2 separate regions of the Columba livia genome follow, and region 2 is linked to region 1. A link is a contact called in public Hi-C data. All regions are on one chromosome and are shown on one strand. The core of a region is the stretch at or near the end of the contact, and the rest is flanking DNA. Distances in the headings are between cores, read along the strand shown.

The links. A called contact is a pair of places that touch in the nucleus more often than the background predicts.
Region 2: a Hi-C map of liver shows a contact between it and region 1, with 2.4 times the contacts expected there. The contact joins the enhancer-like site here to the promoter of ARID5B in region 1. A contact is called at or near these places in 2 of 2 Hi-C or Micro-C datasets (crop and liver).

The regions. Positions count from the first base shown.
Region 1 is chr6:32,509,929-32,513,008 of bColLiv1.pat.W.v2, forward strand. It overlaps ARID5B (AT-rich interaction domain 5B), which reads left to right and starts at 1,555. Exons shown (of 10, transcript XM_065068592.1): 1 at 1,555-1,706; 2 at 1,903-2,163. The coding sequence starts at 1,686.
Region 2 is chr6:32,573,228-32,575,964 of bColLiv1.pat.W.v2, forward strand. The region is part of intron 4 of ARID5B (AT-rich interaction domain 5B); the gene reads left to right. The region is part of intron 1 of LOC135579839 (a long non-coding RNA gene); the gene reads right to left. Among named protein-coding and RNA genes, the nearest start is that of ARID5B, 63 kb to the left of the region's middle. Within about 2 kb of position 1,439, at least 1 of the 3 cell types and tissues checked has an H3K27ac peak away from gene starts, as active enhancers do.

The DNA of each region.
Region 1 (3,080 bases), core at 305-2,804:
TGTTGCTGCCCCCCGCGCCGCGCTGTGTCGTGATGCACGCAGAGCTGACGTCACCGCTGTCGTCATTATTAAGGATCGTTATTTATTTATTTGCTTGTTTATTTATTTATTTCCGTCCCCTGCCGTTTCGCGGCGGCAGGGCCGGACCTGCCCCGCTGGGGCGGCTTCAAACGTGTGTCCGCGGAGGGGGCTTGGGGGAAATAAACCAAAATAGGGGGTGAAAGTACCAGCATTAGAGAACGGCGCGGGGGGGGGGAGGGAGGAGGCAGGACTCCGCGGAGCCGCTTCTCACCGCTCCCTCCACCACCCCACGGAGCCGCAGTTGGCTGCGCTGGCGCGCAGCGAGGCAGCATCCAGGAATAAGGGTGGAAGGGACAGAACCCCACCGAAGTGACCGGCCCGTCACTGCCCGGGGTTGGGTGGGGGCTCTGCGGGAGCGGAGGGCCGCGCTCCGCCGCCGGCCGCAGCAACATCTACCTGCGGGGCTGCAGCTCATGGGGCCCCGATGGAAACTTTCCGCGCCCGGCGCCGCGGGCGGCCCTTCCGCGGGTGCGATGCCGGGAGAAGGGACCCCTTGCCCCGCGGAGCCGGCAGTCTTCACTCCCCTCCCTCGCCGGGGCTGTCCGCGGCGGCGCACAAATCTGCCCGCGTTAGCGCGGGGTCGCGGAGGCTCCGCGGGATGCGCAGAGCCCGCGGCTGTCCCCGACGCTTGGTGCCGACGTGGGGGTGACGGGCGGGGCTCAGGTGAGAGGCCTCCCTGGTCCGCAGGGCGCGTAGCCGCCCTGTCCACCATCCCGCGCCTCTCCGCGGCAGCGGCTCCGGCAGCGCCCGGCGGATCAGTAGTGCCGGCACGTCCCGCTGCGCGCTCCGCGGGCGCGCAGGGAGCGCGCTCCTCTCCGCCGCCGCGGGACGCGCCTCCCCGCGCCCCCTCCCTGGTTTCGTTGTTTTCTCTCGCCGAGCCGCGTCTCTCCGCGCAGCGCAGCGGCGCATGAATATTGATGTGTTTATATAATCGATAACCCACTTTCTTCCTTTCCCGGAGAAAAACGATAAATAAATTAAGGACGAGCCGCCCGCCCTCCAAGGGCCGCCAGGGCGCCCGGCCGGGCCTGCCGGCAGGGAGGGGGCGGCCGGGCAGCCCCGCTCCCCGCTCCGCTCCGCAGGGCCCGGCGGTGGGAACGCGGCGGCCCCGCCGGGCGCGCGCGGGGACGAGCAGCGCCCCTCGCGCCGCAGGAAATGGTCTTTATATTAGACATATACAGGCAGGTCCTGTCAGATCCGCAGCGCGCCCGCACGCCCTTTCGGCCCCCCAAAAATCGCCGGGCGCCGCGAGGGCCCTCGTCGCCGGCCCGCCGCCCCCGTGTCTCCCCCCGGGAGCTCGCCACCGCCCCGCGGCATTTTTAGCGGGCCGGGGCGGGCGTCTGGGGGCCGGCCGGCATCGGGCGGCGGCGGCGGCGGGGCGCGGCGGGGCGCCGGCGGGGCGGCGGAGCGGGGGGCGGGCGGCGGGGGGGGGCGTCGCCGTGCGCTGCGGGGCGGGGGCCGGTGGCGGCGGCGGGGCGGCGCGGGGGTGGCGGCGGCGGGGGGCGGCGGGCGGCGGGGCCGGCTTTGCCCTGCCAGGACCTGCCGGGCTCCATTCACGCCAACAAGTTTGGGAGAATGTTGAGTTCAATCACGCCGGAGCCGCGATGGAGCGCAGCGCACTGCAGGTACCGCGCCGCCCCGCGCCGCCCCGCCCCGCCGCCGCGGAGCCTCCGCGCCGCTGCGCGCCCCCTCCCCTTCCCACCGCCCTCCCGCCCTGCCCTCCTTCCCTCCCTCCGCCCGCCCTCCCTCCTCCTGCGCGGCGCTGCGCGGCGCGGCGCGGAGCCGGCGCTGATGCCGCTGCCGTGTTGTTGTTCCCCGCAGTGGGTCGGCGCCCCGTGCGGCTCGCACGGCCCCTACGTCTTCTACAGGGCGTTCCGCTTCCAGCGCCGCGGCGGCGGCCGGGCGCGGGTCCTCTCCCTCGGCGACTTCTTCTTCGTGCGGTGCCGCGCGGAGGAGCCCGCCTGCATCGCGGAGCTGCAGCTGCTCTGGGAGGAGCGCACCAGCCGGCAACTTCTCTCCAGCGCCAAACTTTATTTTCTCCCCGAGGACACCCCCCAGGGCAGGACCAGTGACCATGGCGAGGTGGTAAACGCAGCGCCGGCCCCCTCCTCTCGCGCCCGTCCCCACCTGCATGCCCGGGCTCGGCTACCCCCCCGCTTCCCCCACCCGCGTCCCTCTCCTCGCGGTGCGTGGCGGGGCAGCGCGGAGGGGCCGCGCCGTCGGGGCGCTCCGGTGCGCGCTGCCCGGGAACTTGTGCGGGCGGGAGCTGGGGGGGGGAGTCAGGGTGCGGGGCGCCCCCGGCCCGGCGGGCAGCGGAGTGCGTGCGGGGATCGCCCTGCCCTTCTCCGGCTTCGTTAACGAACAAAAAACCCAAAACAAACAGAAAAGAGGGGAAAAAATGTTGGGGGGGATTTCGATATTGTTCGGGGCTTTTTTGTAGTATTCGATATGTTTAAGAGGGCGGAAATTACGAAATGGAGGCTGAGGGAGATCAAAAGCTATTGAGCTGGCAGGGACGTGTTGAATAAAGTGATAAATGACAGGTACGGGAATAATACATTCAAATAACTTGCAGATATGCCTGGGCGTATTTCGGAGCCGCCGCGCGGCCGGCGCAAACACGCTGCGCGCCGGCACCCCCCGCCGGCGGCCGCGCAGCCCCGCGCCGGCTCCGCGCCCGCCCCGCGCCGCCCGGGATGGGGCCGCGCAGGTTGCGCCCCCGCTCCCCGCCCCGGGCCGCTGCCCCCGCCCCCATCCCCGCTCCCTCCCGTTATTTGCTTTTCAAATTTATTGCTTCAGCACGGTCCGTGATCTGGGGAGGGGGAAGGATGAGGTACCCAGAAAGGGCTGCGGGGATGGAGAGGGTCCCCGAGAGGGGCTGAAAACGGGGCGGACGAGATGTTTTAGGGGAACTTCTGTTGAAGATACCGGGGGGGGGTATAGGTACAAGGAGGGGCGGCTGTCCGCAGGGGCTGTTTTCAGAGGCACGCGTGGCTATA
Region 2 (2,737 bases), core at 189-2,688, 63 kb after region 1:
TGTGTTTTCATGGCAGGGTATTATTTTGCAATCAAGATAAAAGCATTATTTATTAAAGTTCTAAAATATTACATTACTGGAAGTTTTAAGCTGAAGATCAATCTCCTGTTTCATAAAAGCATTTCATTGATTTTTTTTTTTTTTTTTTTAATTGGTCTTTGAATTTAAACTTAGGTTCCACATTATGGATTGTGTATGATTCCAGAAGCAGAGGGATGTTTTAGTGGAGACTCGGTGCTGTTTTGAGGGAAGCTGTACCTGTCACAGAGCTGTGGGAAAGGCTTGCCTTTGGCATATGCCCCTTTGGGACTGTCAGATCCCAGCCTGCTGCATGTTTGGCACAGGGAGCCCATTGACTTGGGCTGTGGGAAACCTACATTCAGCACTATCTATCGGTCCTTGTGTCTCTTTCTGTGCCTCCAAAGGAACTTCTGTTAGAGACTTTTCGTCTTTGGGAGTCAAATAAGAACTGCTCCGTGCTTTCAGAGGTGCAGGACGGCCTTTCCGCAGTGAGGGGGTGCTCAGTAGCCTCTGGCTGCAGTAGCCCAGGTGTCACCCTGTGAAAGAGTGACACTTGCACCTGGATTTGTGGTGCTGGATTTGTTTACTTTCTGTGTGTAACCTAAACAGCGCAGAGGTCTGGCTTCCCCCACTGCCCCATGCTCCAGTCCTCCTGTTCCTCAGTTCCCCGTGCCAGGCACTTGCCGTTTCCCCCCCTTCTCTGCACGGTCCCGGCCACATCCCCATCCTGGTCCCTCTTTGTTACACTAGGATAATGCCATTTTTCTGGTGGCAGCCCGTGATGGTTCATCCATGCCATTGCAGATGTGAGACCAAAGCCTACCTGTTATTCCCTCTTACAGAGAGCAAATTCATTTTTCCATCCCTAGTAGTCCTAACATAGAACAAGTCTTGCATTTCTGTTCCAGCTAACAGGGGCTTCATTTGCACGTTCTGTGTCATCTGCCGAGTCTGACCTTGTGCAGACTCTTTCTTTGCCAACCAGCGAGGGAAGGCAATTGAGAAGGGGACATCGCTACCACCCCCTGCTGAGGTCAGGAGTGGCTGTGGCCAGGATTTGACTTCCCAAGAAAGGAAGATTTTCTCATTTGCCACTAAAGAGAAGGAAAGGGCAGGGTGGGAGGAGCATAATAGGCTCAAAACTCAATAAAAATAGCAAAGGAAACAAACAGTTTGTGCCTAATTTGAAACCAGCTGATCTCCATGGTGATTGCAACAAATCTGTGCTACGTTTGACTGTTTAGTGAGACAAAGGTTAGAAATAGGAGTTCACCCGCCATGCTGGACTGTTTGAATGAACAGGAGTGGGAGGGTTGGGACCTTTGCGGTCATTGAGTGACCATGTGAAGGTGCTGGGGGGAGTTCGGGGGATGACAGAATTGAAACTCCAAAGGATTTGTGCGTCTTCCTTCCTCATGCATCTTAAGAAAAATCAGCCTTTATACATTTCCTGGAATTTTTGTTTTCAACAGTGCAGTTCTGTGGAAAGAAGAGTCTGTAGGGCTGTGGCTTCAGACAAAAATAGCATGGTAGAAGACCAGCAGAAATCACGCAGTAAGCTTGAAACCTTAGATAAATAATAGGACTAATATACTTGCCACAGTAAATAATAGGACTATAACTCCCCTAAAGCTCTTGATTGACATTGTCTCAAAGTAATTCCTTATGTGAAACAGAAGCCTGAGATAAAATTTCAGCCTTAATTTACAGATATTTGAGACGGAGGGAGAAGGGAGTGCATTAATCCTTACCAGAGAAGAAATTCCTGTTCATGTTAGTCTGAAATACTGTCATGTGATGAGTCAGAAAGTTTTTATTGTGCACGTCTTCGGAGGTCAGGGCCGCTGAGCTTTGGCATGCGGACTGAGCAGACAGCGCTTGCAAACCAACACATCCCCTTTTGCTGAGGCCACAGGCATGGAAAGCTTCCTACTTGCCATAGGTGTGCGTGAGTTTCTTTTTTTTTAAATGTAAATTTTAGAGGGGACAAGATTATACTTTTGAAATCCTTAGTCATAATGAAAAGATCTCCAGAGGCAGCTGATGAAGACATTCAGAGTGTCTGTTACACTGCATCAAGATTTAGAGTTTCTTGAGTAAATATTGACCAATTTGACCTTTGCTTTTCCTCAGTCAATATTTATCTCTTGGGAAAATTAATCTTCATATTCACCTTAGCTGAAGTCCAAGTCTACTTAATAGTGTACTTGGAAGTCCAGGAGAGGTGCTGATTTGTCTCGTTGTTATTTTTATTTGTTTAAAATTAGATATACAGAAGGTTTGGCCACTTTGTCAGATTTCCTAAACAACGCAGTGTCAGGTCATGGCTGGTGGGAAGGCTTCTAGGAAAAACCTAGATCTGACGGCAGGCAGAGTGGGCGAATCTGGGAGTGGAGCAATCCCTTTATTGGAAATGGGGATGAGGATTCCCGTACAGTGTGAAAACCCGTCCAGATGCTGTCAGAAGAAGGGGACTGATCAGGATTAGCTAATAAAATTCTTGCTGTGTATTTGATGAGGCAGAAAAAGGTGGGTTTTGAGCTTTCTGAACCTCACACAGTCTTCCAGCAACCTAATCCTGCAGAGCACAGCATCAGGTATTGTGCAGACCCGAAGAAAGGCCCAGCCCAAGAGACTGGTCTGCAGGCAAGGGGACAGTGGCTTGCCAGGCGAGCAGGTGGGTCCCAACACAGCTGGATGATGCTGGGCTCAGCAG